Linked DNA regions of Mus musculus: regions 1, 2 and 4 are each linked to region 3. A link is a contact called in public Hi-C and promoter capture Hi-C data. All regions are on one chromosome and are shown on one strand. The core of a region is the stretch at or near the end of the contact, and the rest is flanking DNA. Distances in the headings are between cores, read along the strand shown.

Evidence for each region. Promoter capture Hi-C pulls out the DNA fragments that hold promoters and counts their contacts. Hi-C and Micro-C count contacts between places; a contact is called where the count stands out from the background.
Region 1: a contact with region 3 is called in a promoter capture Hi-C map of liver. The contact joins the enhancer-like site here to the promoter of Khdrbs3 in region 3. A contact is called at or near these places in 1 of 39 promoter capture datasets (liver), 3 of 484 Hi-C or Micro-C datasets (muscle stem cells, nephron progenitors and uterus), 2 of 115 datasets of contacts at active chromatin or transcription factors (both in embryonic stem cells) and 2 of 9 other capture datasets (adipose tissue and pancreatic islet).
Region 2: a contact with region 3 is called in a Hi-C map of cerebral cortex, with 5 times the contacts expected there. The contact joins the enhancer-like site here to the promoter of Khdrbs3 in region 3. A contact is called at or near these places in 1 of 39 promoter capture datasets (hippocampal neurons), 9 of 484 Hi-C or Micro-C datasets (cerebral cortex, cortical neurons, hippocampal excitatory neurons and 1 more), 1 of 115 datasets of contacts at active chromatin or transcription factors (neural progenitor cells) and 1 of 9 other capture datasets (adipose tissue).
Region 4: a contact with region 3 is called in a Hi-C map of cerebral cortex, with 4 times the contacts expected there. The contact joins the enhancer-like site here to the promoter of Khdrbs3 in region 3. A contact is called at or near these places in 1 of 39 promoter capture datasets (the HPC-7 cell line), 2 of 484 Hi-C or Micro-C datasets (cerebral cortex and cortical neurons) and 2 of 115 datasets of contacts at active chromatin or transcription factors (neural progenitor cells and neural tube).

Annotation. Positions count from the first base shown.
Region 1 is chr15:69,063,441-69,069,236 of GRCm38.p6, forward strand. The region is part of intron 7 of Khdrbs3 (KH domain containing, RNA binding, signal transduction associated 3); the gene reads left to right. Among named protein-coding and RNA genes, the nearest start is that of Gm31550, 49 kb to the left of the region's middle. Within about 2 kb of position 3,906, at least 5 of the 459 cell types and tissues checked have an H3K27ac peak or open chromatin away from gene starts, as enhancers often do. A contact at or near this core is called in liver and pancreatic islet, where this site is marked.
Region 2 is chr15:68,791,414-68,797,080 of GRCm38.p6, forward strand. No RefSeq gene overlaps it. Among named protein-coding and RNA genes, the nearest start is that of Gm49415, 39 kb to the left of the region's middle. Within about 2 kb of position 4,333, at least 12 of the 459 cell types and tissues checked have an H3K27ac peak or open chromatin away from gene starts, as enhancers often do. A contact at or near this core is called in adipose tissue, cerebral cortex, hippocampal neurons and 1 more, where this site is marked.
Region 3 is chr15:68,926,244-68,931,671 of GRCm38.p6, forward strand. It overlaps Khdrbs3 (KH domain containing, RNA binding, signal transduction associated 3), which reads left to right and starts at 2,177. Exons shown (of 9, transcript NM_010158.2): 1 at 2,177-2,590. The coding sequence starts at 2,503.
Region 4 is chr15:68,691,214-68,696,750 of GRCm38.p6, forward strand. No RefSeq gene overlaps it. Among named protein-coding and RNA genes, the nearest start is that of Gm25987, 23 kb to the left of the region's middle. Within about 2 kb of position 4,043, at least 6 of the 459 cell types and tissues checked have an H3K27ac peak or open chromatin away from gene starts, as enhancers often do. A contact at or near this core is called in cerebral cortex and cortical neurons, where this site is marked.

The sequences.
Region 1 (5,796 bases), core at 2,656-5,155, 140 kb after region 3:
TAACACAGTATGAGACAGACACTGACAAAAGAGATACCAACCAAAATTAATACTCCAGACCAATAGATGCCTTGTTTCTTAGTGGAATAGTCCAGAAAAAAAGAAAAAAGAGGTGGTGGTGATGAAAACCCTAATAAAAGAAATCAGCAGCCCAACCCACACAAAAGTATAGCCAGGAAGCTTCCTCCAGGGCAGTCAGGACAGATGGACACATGAACAATGGGATTTTCATTGCAGGAGGCACCTGGGCTCCATTGTGAGCACAGCAAAGAGGATAGGGACACAGGTGAGAGATTCCTAACAGGTACAGTGGATCTGTCTGAACTGGTTGTCATTTTGACAAGATATCAGAATATCAGGTGGGAATGAGCAGAGACCCCTCATCTGTGACTTTAGGGGTGATAGGCAAGGAACCCTAAAGTGGAGAGGTGCTGGCAAGGTGGACAGGAAGCAGAGATGAGGATGGGGCCCCTTGTCACTGGCAAGGCAGAATCCTGATGAGCTTCCTTCCCGATGATTGTGGCATCATCTTGTCAGTGAAGCCCAAGTGACTGAGCTGTGAGGGATCCAGCTCCATGGTGATGGAGCAGCAAACATGGAGCCCCAGAGCCAGTGTCAGGGACCTCCTCCATGGCATTGCTTAGCAAACAGGACACTGTCATTGCATTGAAAATGATCCAATAGAGTCTGGGGCCCTATCACAAAGTTCTTTAAATGAAACAAAGCAAAGGATTTTCTCCCCACAGTTACTAATGAAGTTGGAGCCGATCAAACATGTGACTCTCCTGCCAAGTGCTGGTTATCACGTCAGGTGCTGTCATGCTTGTCATCCCATTTGCCTGTCTGTCCTACATCTTAGAGAGAAGGAGATGCTGGGAACACCCATCCTGCATCTCTGTTCAGTTCAAGATCCCAGCCCAGTTCTGCTTTCCAGTGCTTTAAATATGAGATGTGTGTGGAGAGGGAGTGTTACAGTAAATGGGCAGACTACATGAACTGTGCTCACAGGTGGAATCGTTACGCATTTCTTCCATAAGTGTATGGAAACTCACTAGGGGCAAAGGCAGCCTAGTGGTAATAAATCAATTGCCACTGTCAGTTCCCTGTTTAATGTTCTTGAGAATACATGAGATTTATCACCGAGGCCTTGTAGAATAACGGCAGAGTATGAAAACAGAGTCCACCAGGGAGATGTACGACATCATTTGGATTTAGCGCTGCCATCTGCTTAATAGTGCTGAGAAAGATTGCAGTAGTACTTATGATCAGCCATTCAGAGCACTGACAGATGCTACGCTGGGTAAGCATACTGGGAAGGAGTTCCTTACCACCGTGGACTGTGTGCTGGGCCGGCTGAGCAGAGCATGTGTTGGTTTCTAACCCCAACTTTAAACCTTCACTGTACAATTTAAAGGTCTGCTTACCAGATCTTTCCCTGTCTGCTTTCTGTATTTCATACGGCCTTAAAAGGTGCTTATATTGATTTGTAAAGTTTTCCTAATAAGTTTTACATATACATATGATCTTTTTTAAAGCAAAGTTTATGTTTACTTGGTTAAAGCAGGGGGTGCCATGTAGCAGGATTTTTTAAAGAGGAGGGAGGAAGGGTGAGAGGGAGGGACTGAAAAAGGACATCATGCATTCTCAGGACAGGCTGTGGCATGAGCCCCTCAAGAGTCACCCATGGATCCGTGTAATCACTTTAGGACTGAAAGAAAGTGTTAACCTTTGAAGTAATTTTTGACTCTTTCAACTGAACATGAAGGCTTGGTAAAGAAAACAGTGCCTGTGAATTAGAGTAAGCCTAGATTTAATTCTAGCTCCTCTACTCCCCTATGCTATGTGAATCTGGCCAGGAACAGAAATTCATTGAGTCTTCTCATAAAAGTGCTTCAGTAGAACTTATTGTGGCTGTTTAATGAAGTAGTGCATGCAGTGTGGGAGGCAGTGCCCCAGTGAGTCACTGTAGCCTCCTGCAGTAGACAGCACACACTGCTGGGGGCCCCTCACCATTTCCTAGGAGGGGAGCAAACAGGGTGTTTAGACCGTAGGGACCTTTTTCCATACATATCCTTTGACAGCCTTTCCTCTTGATACAAGAAATAAGCAGTCTGAATGGATGATGCATTGCCTTTGTGGTCCCCTAAGACATGGCTGAAAACTGTCATGGATTAGATTGTTAGCATTCTTACATCTGCCATTAAGCCTGTGGTCAGTGCTTAATGAGTTAGAAAAATCAGTCAGTGTCTGAATTCTTCACAATGTATTGAAACCTCATTGATTAAACAGTGTTTGATGCACTGCGTCTATAATTCATTGGGAAGGGATTTTCCTGTTAAGAGAGTGGTGTTTGTAGCTGTGCCTGGATTTTCAGTGCCACAGTGATCACTCCCCAGTAGGAGCTCTATGAGAAAGATGGGGGCAGGATTTCTGAGAGCATCCAGGTAAAGAGGATTTGATGCCGGATCTAGTTTCCCACTTGCTCTATTAAGACAGTGTGCTATACTTACCTTCAGTGAGTAATGCAATCTGGGGTGAAGTTTCTTTGGGACATGTTGGACTGGGGATGTAGGTGGAAGGGTCACACATTAAATACTTGATAGGAAATATTTTACATTTAATAGCTCACCACATAGCTTGTAGCTATTGTTCTATCCCAGTTACTGCCATTAATTAATTAATGTTTAAGGAAGTGGGCTATAGTTTTATTTTTTGGCATCTTCTTTTGTTAGTGTACCACGGTATACGTTCTCAGCAGTAGAGAAGGTCAGGTAGGATAGAACGAGTAGTGAAGCAGAAGTGTGTATACATAGGAATCACACACCCCACTGCCAAGCAGCCATTTGTGTTCCTTTCTTGAATCTCTACATCCTTATCTACAAAATGGGAAAAACTACTGCCAGCACCAACCTCATATAGTAGTGTGGGGCTCAGCAGAGAATTTATAATTAATCTGTGTAGTGTAAAACAGGGCAATATGGCACTTTTGTGCTTAAATATGTTTAATTATATACATATATAATATTATTTTATATATTTATATATATATATAATATCCTATTATATATATAATTATATCTTATCTTCCTTCTGACACGTGTATGTGTTTGCCTGTGCTTACTGGCGAGCTGCTCAGACTGCCTCCCTGGTCATCCTCCATACACTTTCCCGGTATTACTTGGTGTGTGGTATACATATAAAAGCAGTAATGGTCTCTATTTTGTGCTACTTATTTCCTGTCCTGATGTTTTTATTTGGTATTCTATAGAAGACCAGGAACTAATGGACATCAGAAACCACAGGATTAATCACCAAGACTCCCTTGTCTTTCATAATCTGTCATTTAGAAGCACTGCTGCACCTCAGGAACCTGAATTCATGTTGATTGTTGAAGTTAAGATAGAGTCACTCGCTCCACTTGCAGTCTTCTGAAAAGATCAACAAGAAGTATTGCTGATGCTCTTAAGTATTGTCGAGTTTAGAGACATAAGTTGTATTGTTTGTAACTATGTTCTATGATCTGATAAGAATGTTTTACACATAGAAGAAAAAATTATGCATATAAGCTTAAACCAAGTAGTAGAGATAAAAGTGTCTCAGGTAAGGCTGAATCAAGACTTTATTGAGTGTTTTTCCTATCTTGGCTAGTATGTCTGCCTGGATTTTAATCGCTAACCTACTGTTTACTCACTGTGCCTGGTTGGGCTGTGTAACCTGTGCTGTGTGATTAGAACAGCAGCTATCTGTTGGGATAGTTCCTGTGTAAAAGCAGTGTAGCTTCAGGAAGAATTGCTGAGAGACACATGTACATACTCAAAACATAATTTGGCAGGAGGTTTGTTGAATGGATGACATCTAAGTCTGTGTCTGCTGGTACAGTTTTCTTTATTGGGAACAGGAAGAAATGTCATGGAAAGTGTGAACACTCTGTGCGCTCCACCTGCTCACACAGAAGCCTGTGTAGCAATTACAGAGCTTGTGTCTGAGCACACAGCTCTTTCTTATCTTCCAATCAGGTCTTGGTGTGTAGGTTAGTTATCTGTAGGTTTGTTTTTGTTTTTCTTTAATTTTACAGAACCTTTCCACAAACAGCTATGGTTGAAGGCCCCTCCTGCTGACTAGTAAGCACTGTACAAATGGGGTTGTGCACATATTGAAAGAACTTGGCACAATCTAGCAGATAGTTGCTAGGTAAATATTTGTTCCTCCAAAGAAATTAATTTCTGCCATGTCTCTAGCATCATCTTTTCATTTGTTCATCAGATTTCCACAATTCTTACTATGCCTAAAATTGTCCAGGATGCTCAGGAGGAGTTGATGAGCAAAATGCATAATACTCTCCCCGAACGCCTACGTTCTGATGGTGACAATTATAAGTGAGTTAGGCATGTTTCGATATTGTCAAGAAGATTGATTGAAGATTTGAAAGCAATTCCAGAGCTTGTCTGCATGAAGGGCATCTGTGAGAACAGGAGTCTGTGTGAGAAGAGTTGTCTGTGCAAAAGACCAGGAATGCAGGGCTGCATCGATTCTGCCGTCCGAAGTGCTATGGTTCTCTTGTTTGAACTCAGGATTCCAAAATCTTCTCAATAGAAAGTGTTACTTTTTTTTTTTTTTGAGATATTTCTAAGCAATTTGGTATAAGAACTTTTCAAGACTGTGTTACATTAATTTTCTACCTAAACTTAATAGCAATAAAATTGAAATAGCTTACACATTTAAACCTTTGAAGTTAGTCAGGTGGCAGAGGCAGATGAGTTCTAGGCCAACCAGGTCTCCACAGAAAGTCCCCGTCCATCCATACTGAGACTGTGTCTCAAAAAGACTTATATAAAGCTAACCAAAGGCTATGGGGCTAGAGAAATGGCTTCAGGTTCTGCTCTTGAAGAAACCAAGTTTGTGAGTACAAGTTCTGTCCCCAGCACCCATATTGGGTACCTCATAACTGCTTATAAATTCACTTTCAAGGGATCCAATGCCCTGTTATGATTTCCAAAGGGACCTAACCACATACAGACACATACGTAAACCCATAATTAAATTTTAAATTAAATTAACTTTGGAGGTAATAGAAGAGTGTTGTTTGGACAACCAACATATCATCTGTGGCAGCAACTGTGTTTAGTAGATTACTAGCTGTCTAAGGTGTGCAGGCTCTAGTCCCCCAAATTGGCAGGTATGTCACTTCACACTGCAAGTGGGACTGTGTTTATATATTAATGTAAAGAATTGAGTTGAGCAAATATCTGGGGGTTTATCATAATCACCCAGCAGAAAAGAGAGAATGTGTAGCTATGGAAGAAAGACAACAGTGAATCAACAGTGCTGACTATGAAGGTCAAAGAAGTGGCTACAAACAGATATTGCATGTTAGCTGCTTTGTTTGTCATATTCTCCTGTAGAAACCAAACAGAAATACAATCAACACACAGACCAAGGAGTGCCCTTTGCAGCTGTAGCTGTTTCTAACTTTCCAGTTCTTTCTCATAAAACATTCAGCCATCAATTAAATTTGTAAGAAAAGGAAATATAATAATCAAGAGGTTGTTAGTCGCCAACCTTTATATACTTAATAAGTAAGGCTATAAAAGAAAATAGCAAATATAAAATTTAAAAGATATTGAATGATACTATCAAACCCTTAGACTAATACACATTTAAACCTTTGAAGTTAGTCGGGTGGCAGAGGATAACAGATTGCCTCTACATTCACAAACAAAACAAAACAAACAACTATATTATTCCCAAGTTGAGATAGAATTTCCATCAACACATAATAGTCTGTGTATTAAAATA
Region 2 (5,667 bases), core at 3,083-5,582, 130 kb before region 3:
CAATCTTATTTTTGGCAGGTCTCTGTAGAACCATCTACACAATATCATCTCTCAACAGTGTTATACTGGATGTGCCTGAAAAGTTAATCCTGTCTCCTTTTCCTGCTTCTTCTCTCCTCCTATTCTGTCTAGAAAAATTCTGAGATGAAGTCTGCAATGGGCAAGGTATTTAATTTCTGATTGACCCTGGTTCATTATAAATAAAGATGAATATGCATGCTTATACAAGACTGAGGTGGAAATGAAGAGAAAAAAATACAGAGTTGTTTTTTGTCTTTGACACTGAATATATTTCTTCCCGAATAAGCTTGACACTTAGACTTTTCACTCATCAATGAAAGGGATTTTTAATAATATATTTGCTGTTTGTCTGTAACAAATGAATAAAAACTCTAGCATATTTTCCTGCTTAATAAAAATATTTGTGTGACTACTGACTATTTACAAAAATATACATGTGGATGAATGGGTAGATAAATGGATGGCTAGACTGATAGGTGGAGGGTAAATAGATGGAGAGGTGAATGGATGTAGTGAGCATAAGAATGTAGATATATGATACTGAGATTATTACAGGGGCAATGAAATGAGCATTTATACTGAATTAGAGAAAAAGTATTAAACCACTACTAACTACAATTATCTTTAGGTTCTTTTATATATCTGTGTATCCGATACTGCATCAATGTTTTAGAGGTCTCTTAATAAAACCAGACAATTTGCACTATTTTTATACCTGCTTAATTGGTGAGAAAATCTGGGCTCAAATTGATTGACTAAAACTGTAAATGAAGTAAGTGAACTGTCAGAATTTAATCTTGATGCAGGACCACCTATCCAGGCAGAGGATCTTGACCATCCAGTCATTTTACCAAGAAATACAGATATCTATATTGTTGAAATATATAGATACCATCCACCATGTCACTGGAGCAGAAGCTGAGAAACTCACAAGCACTAATCCTCCCTTCTCTATGCCAGGTATGACATTTATAAGGCTCAGGTGTTTTCCTATTAGTGAAATGAATGGGTTGGGCTGAGATGACCCAAGCTCCCTACCATACAGAATATCGACTACATATGATATCATGGGCTATTTCTACTGTCTTTGGATACCTTTCAGATGACTGTGGCTTTCACGGTTGACAAATAACTAAGAAGGTGATCTGTATCCCTGTATTGACCATTAACACGGAGCCAGGTTGATTAGCTGCACCCATCAAGTTCTGGTTCCTGACATCTTTCCTAAAATTAAAGAAATGTCACTAAACAGTAGGACTTAGCATTTTGAGTATGTAGTAAAGATGCCAGAGGATCAAGAGGAAATTGTAAAGATAGTGATTTTTTTACTTAGTTTGAAGTAAAGAAACAGACAAAACTGATTTTGCAATCATTTCTCTGCAAAATTCTGCTACACAGTAGGGTGTCCTGAAACATCCCATCATTCCACAGTAGCTCACATGTGGATTAGACCCCCTTCTAAGCAACCTGCAGAGCCTCCATGAAGCTCCCTAAGATGCTGTAGCCATTAATGGTAACATGGTTAGCTCTTCCTTGCTTAGACACTTTCTGCTTTCTTGTTCTTTCTCTTCCATTTCATCATCTTGCATTCACAACTGCGGAATAATAAAACATCAGTGAAAATTAATATCTCTGAGTCTGGCTCTCACTTTTCCTAGGACACTTGAGATTCACATATTTGTGAATGTTGTGCTAGTACATGAGTTCACTATCTGCCTACGATAACCCTATTTTCACCCACTGTCCAGGAAATTCACTGTTTGTGGTAGAAATCAACAGGAATAACTCAGGTGGTTGGTTGGATGCCCTTCACAGCTACTATGGCATCTCCGAATACTCCTAGTAGCAAGGAATGTATATGTATAATATATATATTATGTGTGTGCATGTATGTATGTATGTATGTATGTATGTATATATGTATATAACATAGACATTAGACATATGGAAAATCTCCCCAGACATCATAGATCAAAGGTCAAAACAATTTATAAGGCTTTGTTCTTGTAATTTTCTACTTGACTGAGAGAACAAACTGAGATATTTTTTGGATAATTTGTAGCTCTCAGATATCTGCACATATCCGCAAACTGATAGAAGATTAATCACAGTGCTTGAATCAGATAATGCTGAGCCAAACTGCTTGTTCTTTCTAGAGGAAACAGTTCAAAACAGTTGTTGGCAACTTCAAGATTGGAAAAAAAATGACTAAAATTAAAGGGACGTTCACAAATTCATTTCCTAAGTAGCTAATGCTCAGTGTAATTAAATAATACCATTACAATGGATAGTTAGATATGGTCAATAGTGCCAAATATTCAGGTAGTCTGTAGCTGGTGTCCACAGACAAGGCAGTGATGGTCTCTAGAAAGCTCCATCAATTTCAATGAAGAACTGCCAATGAATGCTGGCAGTGATGGAGCACTTATCTAGTACTTATGAGGCCCTGGGTGTGAACTCCAGCACTTCAGATGATGATGGTGGTAGTGATGGTGATGATGATGGTGGTGGTAGTGGTGGTGGCAGTGGTGATGAGGGTTATGGTGGTGGTACTGGTGACAATGACAGGAAAAGGATGATGAATGGGAAGTATAGAGAGGAGAAGGAGAAAGGAGGAGAAAAGGTCTGATAATAGAAAAGAGGATACGCTAAATGAATGGGACAGCAGTGAGCTTCTATCATACTCTGTTAAGAGGTAGCTAGTATTGACTCTACTGAGTTGCCTAGAATGTTTCATTCTAATTTGTCTCCTATTTCTGTTGTACTCTGTCTTCCAATTGAATTCCTCCTTCCATCCCACTGCCCATCTGTCCATCCCAATGAATGACAAGTACCTTGCCATCTGTGATTGGACATTGCCACATATGAGTGTAGTGCCTTATCTAACACTTGTTCTTATATTCATTCAACAAATATTTAATCATCTGTTGTATACCAAGTTACTATACACACACATTCACACACACACACACACACACACACACACACACACACACACTTATTTAAAGCCTTTTCTTTTGGAGTTTATACTCTATTGAAGAAAGACAGGTACAGTAAAATATCCATAATAACAATGAAGAAATATAAAGCAGAAGTGGAACAGCTAAGCCAGACTCCTTTCTTCCCCAAATTATTCTGTGCACACCACAAGGGCTTCCAAAGAAAGAGGAAACACATAGAGACTTCAAGAGCCTGAGAGTGGCAGGAAAAGGGTAGGGACCTTTTTGTAGAGGTCAGGAGAATGCTGTAAGATGTCAATAAGGTCTTTGAGGACCAAGGGGCTTTGTAACTGAGACTTGAACTCATTCTCTGAGCAGGCAAAGATTTGGCAGTAGTCTAGAGTCTCACTGCTTGGCATGTCTTCAGATCAGCCACATCAGCATCATACAGAAGCTTGTAAAAATTAATAATCCCAGGCTAGCCCTAGGCCCACCAAATTGGAAGCATTATTTTTATATGCTGCCCAGCTGACTCCAGTGCAAATTAAAGTTTGAGAAACACCTTTTTAACCAGGGTTTGAAGAGTCATAAAACCTTGATGCCAAGCCACATCTGATGCCTGTTGCAATGGAATTTGTGAGGGGGGGGGTAACAGAATTTTCAAAATCTAAGCATGAAAGTTACAACGTGAAATTTCTTCTTGATTCTGGCCTCTGTATGCTGTTGTGAGCAGATATTCAACTGTGACACAATTTGGAGAATAAGAAACCACACCTCTGACTTCAGGTGTGGCCACATTCATCATAAACCCCCCAAAAGCTCAGTTAATGAAGCAAGAACTTCTGAGTAGAAAGACGTACACATTCACTCTTTGTGAAGAGGTTTTCTCTTCCTGGTGACAGGCTGGCAGATCTGGCCCCCTGCAGGTGGCTCTGCTGTTGCAGACACAGGACAGAGCGGACACACCCATGCTGGGTTTGCTGTTCCTTCCTGAGCAGCACATAAGGATGCTGGAAGAGAGGACAGCGGGGCTTTGGAGCAAAGAAGAGCATGTAGTCCCTAATCCATATCAACAACAGGCTCTGTTCTTGAGGATCAGCCAAAACGCTTTATTTCTCATCAAAACTGAGTCATACTAAAAAAGCAAGAAGTAGAGCCAAGATGCAAACTTTCTCTAGCACTTTCTTCCCAGAACCTTAGTCATGCTATTTACCTATGAGTATCCTTTGAACCATTTCCCCCTGCATTTCCCACCATCAACCCTAAATCAATGGAAGGGGGCATGGCAGAAAGCACTGATCTGGACAGTACTCCACTGGAGCATCTGGGCTTGCTTACAGGCTTGGATCTGGCAGGAATTACTGTTATGTCTTAGAAAATGATGTAATCTCTCTATCTCGTCTCCTAGAACATTGTGAAAAAATACAAATTTCCCACCAAGTTACATCCTCTGTTCACACATCTCTTCCTTCCCCCATATTGGCACCAATATTTAGGAAAGGAAAATTACCATTCTCCATAAGAAAGGACCAGAACATGCAACTGAGAGCAAGCTCAAGGCCAAGAAGACTAGAATCCTCTCTGGGCTTAGCGGTAAAACCAGCCCATCTTTCCTAAATTATTGGTTCATTTAGATTAGCTGGTTCTATCCATTTTCATTGGTCCAGCTATGACATTATCCCAAGAGCTCACAGTTCCTGATTCAGGCCATCTTACATTCAAAATTACTTCAACTAGATATTGTGACACTCATTACACACACACACACACACACACACACTCTCTCTCTCTCTCTCTCTCTCTCTCATGACACAGAGAGAGAAAGAGAGAGAGAGGGGAGGGAGGGAGGGAGGGAGGGAGGGAGGGAGGGAGGGAGGGAGGCAGGGAAGGAAGGAGGAGGAAAAAAGGAAGGGGGACATGGCTCAATAGACTTTGACATCTTCTCTATGCCTCTTTAAAGGAGGACACTGGAGCCATCCTCCAGTTACTTCTGCTCAAAACAGTCCTCATGTTTAATTTTCATCTCCTTTTCTCCATGGAAAATTGATTATCAGCTCCTATGAATACAGTAACAAAAGTATCTTTTCACAGGAAGCAAATCTGGTCACATGACTTCTCTCTTCATCCCATGGCAGCTCCTGCCTCTAGAACAGAGCCCAAGTGCCTTTGCCTGCTTTTAAGGAAGATCCTTAGGACCCGCCCTGTGAAGTCGCAAAGCTCCAGATTTTGCTAGCTCTTTTGTAAACACATGCTCTTGGCGTGGTGGACTCATTAACTTCTGAATGAAATGTGCTGTTTGTTACTGTGAAAATGGAGACAGAGCCTCACTTCCCTTTCTCTCACTCCTTCAGGACAGTGTCCCCATCTCCTGCCTCCTACTGGAAGATGACTTATAGAGAACCTCCACTGGATATCTGGTCATTGGACTTAAGCTCCTGGTGTTTCTGTCACAGGCCTTCGTTGACATCTGCTATTTAGTGACAAAGCTGGACTAGGTAAGAACTTCCATGAGAAGACAAGCTTTATCTTTGCCCCATTGTTCTGTTCACAGTCACAAGTAGACACCTTCTACTGTGTTCAAGAACCAAGAGACCCCTGGCTACTTACACTCAAAGTCTAGCCAATGATTCACACCGTTTCTAACTTTTTTTTGATGATGCCACAATTACAAGACACCATAAGTTGTCTTCCTACATCATTTTGTTGC
Region 3 (5,428 bases), core at 927-3,426:
TGTTGTAGGCCTCATGGTACACAGTCCTCCTCCCCAGCTGCTGGCGGGACATCTCTGCCAAAAGCACCACTGGAGGAGGGACAGAGATCTAATCAGGCTCAGATCACTACCCGGGAAAGGGTTAGGTGTGGGAAGGGTTCAGACTAGGAGGGCCTGGAATCTCAGCTTGCCAGTGGTGGCACAGTTGGCAAAGTATAAAATTCCTCAGCCTTGGAGATTTCTTGATGAGTAAATGGTGATAAACTGAATCTTTCCTGCAGGTATCAAGAGGACGATGTATAAAGCTGCCAGAGCAGCTTGGCACTTAGTAAATGCTCATAATAAAGATAATTAGTAAATGCTTAATAAAGATAATTAGTAACTGCTTAATAAAGATACTCATCAGTGAAAGTTTAGACTACTACCGAGGCAGAAAATGGAAGACACGGGGCAGGGAGCGCTGTTTCACCAGGCACTCTGCCTGCCTCTTCTCCTCAGTAGTGTTTGTCAGAGGATCCCTGGAATTCAAGTCTAGGGAGACTAGAGCAAGAGGCATGTGCTTCTATTTAGATGTAAAGGGAGAAAAACCTTCCCTTAAGAACTCCCCAACTGCCTCACATCTGGCCCCCCAAGAACTATGTTATGTCAGGGACTGCTGACATAACATAGTTCTTGGGGGGCCAGATGTGAGGCTCAGACTTGGGCCACACTGCATGGCCAGACCGGCATGGGGCTCAGGGTCAGAAGCAGGATCTACCCTTATGAGCTTGCTCTGCTGGGGTTGTGCTCTGTCTTCAGCATCAAGGAGCACACAGATGGTGTTGCCTGCTGCCTTTCGAAGCTTCTGCCTCAGAAAGCAGCCATGCGAGGGAGACTGCCACAGAACAGTCTGGCTTTCATTTTGTGCCTGGTGATTGTGAAATAGTACATCCTTATGAGGTTCCTAAGAAATAATCTTTTCTCATCTCCATAGGATAGATGAAGAGACTGAGGCACAAATGACCTAAGTTTGCTAAAAGGTCAGAACTAGTTAACCACTGTATTTTACTGCCACTTGCCAGTTCTGACTAAAGAGAGACAAGGGGGAGGTTGTTGTCGGGGACGCTACAGTAGTACCTAACCTGCAACCAAGTCCACACAAGGCTGGAAAAGGGATCAGGTGCTTGGGGGATTCCTTCAGCACACTGTTCTGGCGCTCTCTCCACATCCGTCCCTGACAACAGGTGTTAGAGACCTCTCCCTCAGACAAAATTTGCTGTTCCCCAAGATAGCCCTAGGCTAGTGAAAGCGGAGTTGTAGTTCTGTGAAGGGCTTTAGAGTACAGGGAGAGGAAAAAAACGAAGCAATTAAGGTTTTTCTAGGGAAGTCTTGAGCACTGTCAAGGGACTCTGGTTATCGAGGTTGGGGTTATGATATCCTCTGAACAGGGACTCAGGAGTCCTTGGTCTAGTGTGAGACATTTATTCCACACACCTCAGAGGATCTAAAAGGAGCCTAGGAGAGCATTTGCTGGGGTCTGGTTGCCTGTCGGAGGGCGACAGAAGACATCACCACCATGCGTGGTGTGGTAGGTTCCCTACTGGAGACAGTTTAGAGAGACTCATTCATCCACGTCCAGACACCACCATATAAGGAGAAGGGCAACACGGAGCAAGTCTCGGAAGACAAAGACAGTCTGAAGGGCAGGCGCTTTTATGTAACCGACTTCTGCGCCAAGGGTCTCAGGAGGCTGGCGTTTTAAGTCCTGCCCGGCGGTATTTTCGTACAAATAGCAGCGGACAGCAAAGCGACCTAAGTTGGGCAAGTTCGTGGTGCTTTGGCAAACCAGGAGTCTGGTCGCACTGCCTGTTCCCAGAGCCTGGCAGTATGAACCTGGGCTCCAAAGGCTCTGCCCTTGTCCCTTCTGGCTAGGACGGGTGACCTTGGACGCGCCACTTGACCCATGAGCCTCAGTTTCCCAGACTGCACATACAAGGCAATGCTGGACAGCTTACAGACGCTCATCGGGGAGCCCTGGATGGAGACCCCTGATCTAGGGACCGGAAGCGCCCCTACAATGTCCCCGCTGCGGGCCCGCGCAGTCCCAGTGCCCCCACGAGGCGGCGCGCGCCGGGCGGTCAGCATAGCGCGCAGGCGCGGCGGGCGGGGCGGGGAGGGCGCGGGGCACTGCGCGGCGGCTCAGAGCGCGCGGGGTGGCGCGCGGGGCGGGTCGTGGCAGAGCAAGGCATCGTCGCAGCCGGCGAGCAAGACTGGCCAGCGCTCCTCGGCTTTCCAGCCCGCTCTCTTCGCTCATCCCGCCGCCTTGCAGCCCGCGGCCCGCAGCGCGGTGATCTGGGGCTCCACGGGGCCGGGCTGAGCGGCCGCCGCCCGCCCCGAGCCGCCGCCGCCGCCCGGCCGCCCGCCCGGCTTAGCCGCCGAGGCGCCTGGCGGGGTCCGCGCCGCCGGGGGCGGGCGGCTCGGGCTGCGGGGCGGCTGGCGCGCGCGCGCCGCGGGGCGGAGAAGCGGGCCCGGCGGCCGGCGAGCATGGAGGAGAAGTACCTGCCGGAGCTGATGGCGGAGAAGGACTCTCTGGACCCCTCCTTCACGCACGCCCTGCGCTTGGTGAACCGAGGTGAGCTCGGCGGCCGTTAACGGCACCCGCGTAGCCGGCTCCGGAGAGGAGGGAGGAGGCCCGACATCAGCAAGGGACTGGAGTCTCTTCCTTGGGGACCCTGGTGGACCCAGGGGAAACTTCTGGGAGGAGGACAGAGAGCGTGTAGGAGCCTGTGTCTGGACTGGTCCTGGATGAGTCCACCAGAGAGAAAGAGAGTGGGACGCCCTGGGACCTGGGGTGTTTGGGGTATCTAAGGAGCTGCAAGAAAGCGCATCAGGGATAAGGATGGGCTTGGGCGAATCTGCTGCGCAGGAGGTGAAGGGAACAGGTGCTTGGTTTGTTAGTGAAGTTTGGGGACCTTGGAAGAGGTTTAGGGTCAGATCCTCCAAGCACGATAGAGGGGAGGACTCCAGCGGCCCCGAGGGAGGAGCCCAGCTTCTCTCCCACGGTTTTTCTGTGTGTGCCTAGGCGGCCGCCGGCTGGGCAGTTTGCTGTTCCTGGGGGCGGGCACTCATGCCAGCCTGGCAGGCAGGCGGCCCTTGAAGGTCTCAGTTTGGTAGAGGAGGCCCGCCAGAGAGCCAGTTCTTGCTCGCTCTTTTCTCTTCTTGAGACAAGCTGGTCGGGTGACCCTCATTGGTGTCAGGCTTAGGGTTGAACACATTGCCAAACGATCCACCCGCCTGTGCCATTTTTCACACTCCTCCAACCAGCGCGGGTGGTAAAAGGAACCGGGAAGTGCCAAGGACAGGGACACTGGGGTTTATGGAGGCACGCCTACCCAGGACAGTATTCTTCAGGTTTACTTCTCCTCTGGCTTCCTGAATCATCTGTTGGGATGGAAGGTAAATGAAGCCTGCCTTTACCGGATCTATCTGCGACACCCGGGTCCAGCATGGTTCATGTTTCAGAGGAAGATGGTCTGGGAACCTCTGGTTCTTTTTTTTTTTTTTTTTCACCCCTCTCCTTTTCCATACTTCTTTTTAAGGGATATGACAGAAACATTATCTGGTCAGATCTGTAACCATTTTTATGAATCACTTTGTCTAGTGGATCCTATTGGGGGTATGCTGTTCACAGCGCTGGTCCTGACTCTTATTGTTGGGAGAGAAAGATGAGGCAGACATATTCTATTTGTGTGTAGACACCTATGTTTTAGAACCACGACCTCTGTTACTTGCCTATTGTAGACAGTTGTCAGGATTAGGCTGTTGTCCTCCTGTGGGGGTGGTGTGGAGAGAATTACTTTCTCCAAGAAGTGAAGCTTCTTTGAACAGAAATATGCTTGCCAGCCTCTCCCGTTAATGGTTAGTGGCATGCTTATTTTGATTTCTTTAATATACCGGAGCTTGTGAAAAAAGTCATGGGCGTTGTTCAGTCTTAAATTAGTGGAAAGGAATTTTAAGTTTTGCTGCCCGGTCCTTCTGAGCAGTCTTGTAGTTAGGTCCCTGCAGTTAGGTTTGTACTACCCACTCCCGATCTTTATGTCTAGCTTTGGCTTCTTGCTGGGCTCTCATCTCTGTAAGAAATTTCTTTGTACAACGTGTGAGATCAGCGGATTAGAAATGGTCAGAACCAAGTACGTTTTTTCCGGGTGAAGAGACCAAGTCAAACTTGGGTCGGACTCCCAAGTTTGAGACTGGTTTCAAAGGGTAAGGAGTTCTTTTAAAAGTCTGGGTTGTTTTCCTGTGTCGTGTTGTCGTACCGTGTGCTGTTCAGATGCTCACAGTTCCATCGGTTCCTGTGTCTGCTGGCGTTAGTAGTGGCTCCATTCCTTGAACCAGACACTGTGGGAGGTGGTTTTTGTTTTTTTGTTTTTTTGTTTTTTTTTGGCTTGTTTGGCTTTGAACTCGGTTGCCTTGCTTTTCATCCGGACTGTAATTCTTGTAAGAAGTACATTTCTTAACGGCGAAGGATGCTCTGCTGCCAGAGTGCTTCTGTTACTGTGAGCTTTTGCATCACTTGAGATGGAGCCTGATACCCAGAACACGGTGCTCTGTCATTTGAAATATTAATTATGGTCGGTTACGTAACTCCAACATTACAAGGGCTTTAAAAAAAAAACTATCAAACTATCAGGTCTGAAGTCAGCATTTGGGTGATTTTTGGTAAAGTTTTATTTGAAATCTGATAGCCACCCCTTTTCCTGGTTATATGACAGCATGTTATTTACTACAAAGAAAGTCTTTTTAGAGGTTATGCTGGAATCTCCCACAGGTGGGGATGGTCGATACTGAGATGATTTTTTACTATGGTGTGGCATGCGAGAGAGACTCCGCAGCTAATGTCCCCAGAGCTCACGGTCCTTAGGGTTTTGCACAGGATTTACAAAGTTTCCACGGCACTTGAAGACTTGCTGTCTAGTTCCATCCTCACAGTTCCAGCCCCGGATGCAAGACAATCAGTGCTTTCCCAGAGGTTGCTGGGACCCCTGCTGCATGTCAGCCTGTAGGTACTGAGAATTAATTTGAACCCACATCTTCTGTCTTGAAAGACATTCTTCTTTCTACATGTGACTTTCCCCCAAGAGATGAAATGAACTCTTCTGGTATGTCCATTTAAACTACCGTTGAAATCAGTACAGTGAATATGATTGTCCCTGGTTAGTTTAATGTAAGAGAGGGAATTACTATGTCCCTTAGAAGGATTGATGCTGCTGTAGGAGACAGGGGGCTCTTTCTGCATTTTGAAGAAGCAGACCTCCATTGTAGACTTCTGAAGGATTTAATTCCCAGGCCAAGGCACCTGTGAATTAAAGCCCTCCCATGACCAGTATTTTAGTTTAGTAATCAGCACCGTACAATAATGAGACAGATTATAAATGAGACGTAGTTATTTCAGAATGCGGTATTCATAAAC
Region 4 (5,537 bases), core at 2,793-5,292, 230 kb before region 3:
CTCCAAGCCTGGAGAACAGGGACATGAAAGATACTTTGCTCTTTGTGGGGGGTGTGGATAAATAGACATTGTAGATGTCTATGGTCCAAAGTCTCCAGAGAATATGGTGTTTAAATCTCTCATAGGCAGTCCATTTTAATGTTGAAGACCCCTTAGGAGTTTGGTCTTATAACCTTTTCATCTATACCTTCTAAAATTGGTGTTTTGTACATACTTTGTATTATATATCATATACTAAAATATGCATACAATGTATAAATAAATAATATACATACCCAGGCATGCCCAATCATAAGATTTTTATTTATAGTGGAGAAGGAAGCTTGTTACAGGAAATTTTGTTGTTATCCCCAGTGGCAGCTGACTGCTACTTAAGCACAACACAGGGGAAGTGCACCGTTTGTCAGAATTTCAGAGCCTTGGATAAGACACATACACTCTCTGTGTCTCATATTTGTTACTTGTGGGCCAAAATAAGAAATATTTCCTTAGTAGTTTGACTAAGAAAAGAAGGCAGGGTAATACATAAAATAGTTTTTGTGGTAAATAAGCAGATATTATTTTTCTCACTTGGGGTGAAAATCTGAGTATTTAGGAGACTAATTAGAGTAGCTATTTGCATGCATGCACACGTGCATGCATGCACTAATGCTAATGGTAAGAGGCCTGCAAAATAAAACCATTTTATATTTAGTTTAAAAGCTGTTTCATTGCTCAAAGGTAAAATACCATGTAGACACCCACAGCCAAACAGTGGATGGAACTTGTAGAGTCTTATAGAAGAATAAGAGAATGGATTTCATATCTGGAAAAGATAGGAACTCCACAGGAAGACAAGCAAAGTCAAGTATCCTGGATCCTTGGAGCCCTCAGATTCTGAACCACCAACCGAAGAACATACACACATTGGAACTAGGCCTCCCAACACATATGTAGCAGATGTGTGGTTTCATCCTCATGTGGGTCTTGAAGAACTGCTATGGGGGCTTTCCCGAAAGCTGTTGCCTATATATGGGGTATATTCTTCTAGCTGAGCTGCCTTGTCTGGCCTCAGTGGGAGAGGCAACGCTTAGCATTGCAGAAACTTGAAGTGTTGAGGGTGGGGTATAGCAAGGTGGGGAAGCACTTGATCAGAGGAGAAGGGGAAGGGGTGGGGGAGGGATTGTGGAAAGGTATGACCTAGAGGGGAGCAGTGAGAAGGATGTAAAGTGAATAAGGAACAATGAAAATTACGTTAAAAAACAAAACAAACAAACAAACAACAAACAAAATGAAGAGGTACCTACACCACACGTGGCTCTTCTGCTAAGTAGCAAACAGCCTTAGCTGCACACCATAGACACATTTTTCTGTATCACATCACGTGCTGACAGATGTGGTTTGGCAATGACTGCTCTGGCTCCTTTCATTCTGTGTTGTCTCACTTCAGGTTCTGTAGCCCCTGTGCAGGTCTCCTTTAAGGCCAAAGAAACACAGCACTGAAAGTTCCCCTCAGACATGGCTCAGACCATGTCGCTCAAGCTGCCTTGAGTAAAGGCCCACATGATGGAGCAGGACACACAGTCGGAAGAGGAGTGGACCTGGTGACTTTGACACTCTCCACTGTGTTATCTTTGACCTGAGCTCTCTGAAAACATTGTGTGCCTCTCTTTCTCTGTTGATACTGTCTTTAACTTTTTTTTTCAAGTGGATAAAGTTTGTTTGTTTGTTTGTTTTAAAGTGGATAAAGTTGGAGAATATTTTGTTGAGTGAAATACAAGCAGTATTTTACAGAGGCCTTGAGGTGGAGCACTCTGATGAGTAAGCTATCCAGTCACGGTGAACAGCAGCCCATCTTCCTAAGCTTTTGCATGGGAACATAAGCTCTTCTTCTTCTTTTTAAAAAAGAATCTGACTGTTAGCTAGAACACACGAGGAAATACTAACTTATAGCACTTTAAACTTTAAAAGAACCACTCTCTAGAATTTAAAAAAAGGAGAGTTGGCAGAGAGGTGTGGGTGGGTCTGGGAGGATGAATGTGATCAGGCTACCTTGTATGAAAAGAATGTTTTCTCAAAAGAATTAATAAAAGTAATCGAAAGAGAAGAGCTTGTAGGTTTACAGTTCCCCCATTAAATTGGTGCCAGAGCCAGCTAGATGGAAACAGCATTGGAAACAGAGCTATACAAGAAAAAGACATTCTGAGCACACTGTGGGATGCTGGGAGAAATGATGTCAACTCTACATTCTAGGCTATGACTCCACAGTGGGCTGTCAATGAAAAATGGCTTTAAGAAACCTTTTATGGGATGAAGGGATGTGAAGAAAGAACCCTAAAATTTAGCCACGAAGTTTTTCTAGTGTGATGTACCCAAGGATTAAGATCTAAAGCCAACAAAGAAACTCCCTGGATATAGCTCTTCCTCTGTTGGGTAAACCAGAGATAATGAGAGGGATGAACCATGCCAGATCAGGTGATTAAGACAAGGCTCCAGTTCTGGGATGGAGAACAGGACACGCACTGTACATGATAATGGATTTTTATTGTGAAGGTGATTGGATCATAACTCCTATAGGGCATTCGTGAAGCAAGGCTTTGAATGCTTCTGTGGGGGTGTTTACAAAGAGGATTAACTGAGAGGGTAAGACCTGCCCTGAAAGTGGGTAGCATCACCCTTTGGCCTGGGGAAAGGCAACTAGCATCAGTATCTTTTCCCTGCTCCTTGCTCTGCATAGGCAAAGGAAGCTCCCAGTAGAGACAAGTCACCCCTGACAGTATGTCTTCGAGACCACAAGGAACTGTATCCCCACAAATCATGAGGAAAACAGAATCTTTCTTCCATAACTTGCTTCTTGTCATAGCCATATAAAAAGTGACCAAAACAGATGGATGTTTCGGGGAAATAAAAACCTTACTTATAAATACACCTACTTACAGGGAAACCCAGGAAGGATACAGTAGCCTGGAGCTGGGGAAAGACAGGAGGTATTACATTTCTTAAGTCAGAAGGTCTGAGGGAGAAGATACCAGTTTCCAGAGAAAGAAAGCAGTGTGAAAAAGACAGTGCAGGTAAAATGACTCTGATGCAGGGACACATGGCAGTGCCACTGCAGAGACCAAACCAGGGAGATGAATTACCCAGTGTCACTTTTTGAAACATCTTCTGTTGTCCTCTGCATGTTCTTGTTGATGGAGCCCAGGGAAAACTAGCCAGGAAAACTAGGAGCAGTCCTTAATACAGTCCACAGAGGGAAACATACCAGGGAGATAACTGGATGAGAAGTATGTTATAGACACCCTTACCCTGAACTTCCTCAACCCACTTCATTAGTATACCTGCATTGTAAAGGAGCTTTCTCCATCTGCTTCTTGGCCACAGGACATTTTCTCACCACATCTAGGCTACTCATCTGCCTATTATGTAGGACAACATGCAGAATATTTAATGGCCCAAAGTCAACTGCCAAACCCAAGAGTGTATATCAAAGATACACGCTGTGTCTCTGCATCTCACTTGCAGAGGCTTGCATGGGTCCAGATCTCAGTACACGTTCTTGCTGCCTTCTTCCAGCTCACTACTCACATCTCCTGTTCCTCATATATACTTCCTGAGATCACCTGCCCAATGAACTACCTTCTTGTCCAACATAGTCCTAAGACCTCTTCAGGAGACATCAAGACAGCAACGCATAGAAAATGACCCAGAAGGACAAAGAGAAACTATATACCTCACATGTGTAAAGGGAAGGGTGTTGAAGCCTAGGGGCAAATAGCTTAGTATAGAAATACTGTCAAGAAAACAAGCTGAAGGGACTGTGGCAACAGAGAAGAAGGGGCACCCTGCCAGGGATGTTGGGTGTGGTGATGGAAGGTTTCCAGAGAAGTATGATTTCTAAGTCCTGCCGTCTTTCAGAAAGAAGCAGGCATTCTCCAAAGTGAAAATTCACAGAGCCTGAAGGTGAGAATTCTGTCCCCTCTTCCTCTCTGTGGGAGAGGAGCTGATTGGAAGCCTGCTCACCATTGCTCACTCCTCCTGCTGTTTTGAAAGGTTCTGATATGAGGGAAAATATCCTCTCTGGGGAGCCCTTGCCCTTTCATGATTTGCCAAACACCTCCTCAGCGAGGTACCCAAAGCCCTCTGCAGCTGATTGAGATTCAAAGAGAAAGCAGATCTAAATGAAGGGTCTGAGTGAAAAGACTGTGTTTATTGTTGCTCTCTGGCATCCCTGGCAATCTTCACCAGAGGAATTTCCACACCACGCTGACTGCCTGCCAGGCAGACTGGGGAAAGGCTTCTCGCAGGAGCAGCAGGCACATCTGTTTAAAGGAGAAAATGTTCATGGTGGTGAATTGAAGTTGTTTGATGCACTTCAGGGAAACTGCCCTAAATAGCCTTTGATGCATACCTCTTAATAACCTTCGTTCTACCTGAGTGTAGCCCATGTGATTTTTAAGATAATAGAAATCAGAAAATGGAGGCTGGTACTCCAGCCTAGGTCCCTTATTTATATGGGAAATCATGGTCAGAGCAGACAAATAGCTACCATATGGCCACGGGGCACATGAGTTACAGAGAGAACATAGTACCCACATCTACCCCAGTGGGAAAGTCGCAGGATGGGAGCTTGATCCTCAAGTGTGGATTCTATCCATTCTTGCAAAAATCAAATTCTGCATGCATTTGTTGGGCACTAGTCATGGATCTGACCCTATGTTACACTTTGAATAGTAAAAAATGAAAAAACAGCAATGAGAAATAAAACCCAAATTGATTTGACCCTCAAGACACCACAGTATAAGACACATGGATTTTTCAAGTCAGCCAATGTATCCATCCTGGAAAGCCAAGACACTGATGGACATGCAGCACACATAGAACAGGGAGCACACAGGATCCTTATATCCTCCATTTCCATACTGGGTAGATGAGTGTTCAATAGAATTTCATGCTCACCCAGCAGCCCAGATTGTGATATTATCTAGAACTGGGGTCTTGGTGAATATAAGTGCTTAATCGTATTGGGTTAGATTTGGTCTTAAAATCAGTGACAAATGTCACTATGGGAAAAAACAACCGGCAAGAGAATGCTACATGAAGACAGAGGCAGGGGGTCAGAATGACAGAGTTATAAGGAATAAATAGCAAGAGTTGCAGGCAATGCCTAGAAATCAAAGGACAAGCGTATATGATAGTGCTGCCCCTGCGGGATTTAGAGGAGCAACATTTCTACCAACACCTCCATTTCTCACTCCCAGCCTCCACAATGGTATCAGAATGTACTTCTGTTCTCTTAAGCCATGTAGTTCATGGCACCTTGTTACAGTAGTCTTGGAATGTTAAAAGAGTCTTCAAGCTAAAGGCTTGGTTTCTTCCTACAGGGTATAGGGAGCTGTTGAAGGGCAGATTGTCTCTAATGTAAGGCTGACTCATATTTCTATATCAGTCATCTGCACTTTTCCCATCATTTGAGGTGACCTCAGAGCACCTGTGTCATAAAACTGCTGTTCAAAGATTTCGACTCCCCACTCCTGCAGAAGACACGGCAGGGAAATTAT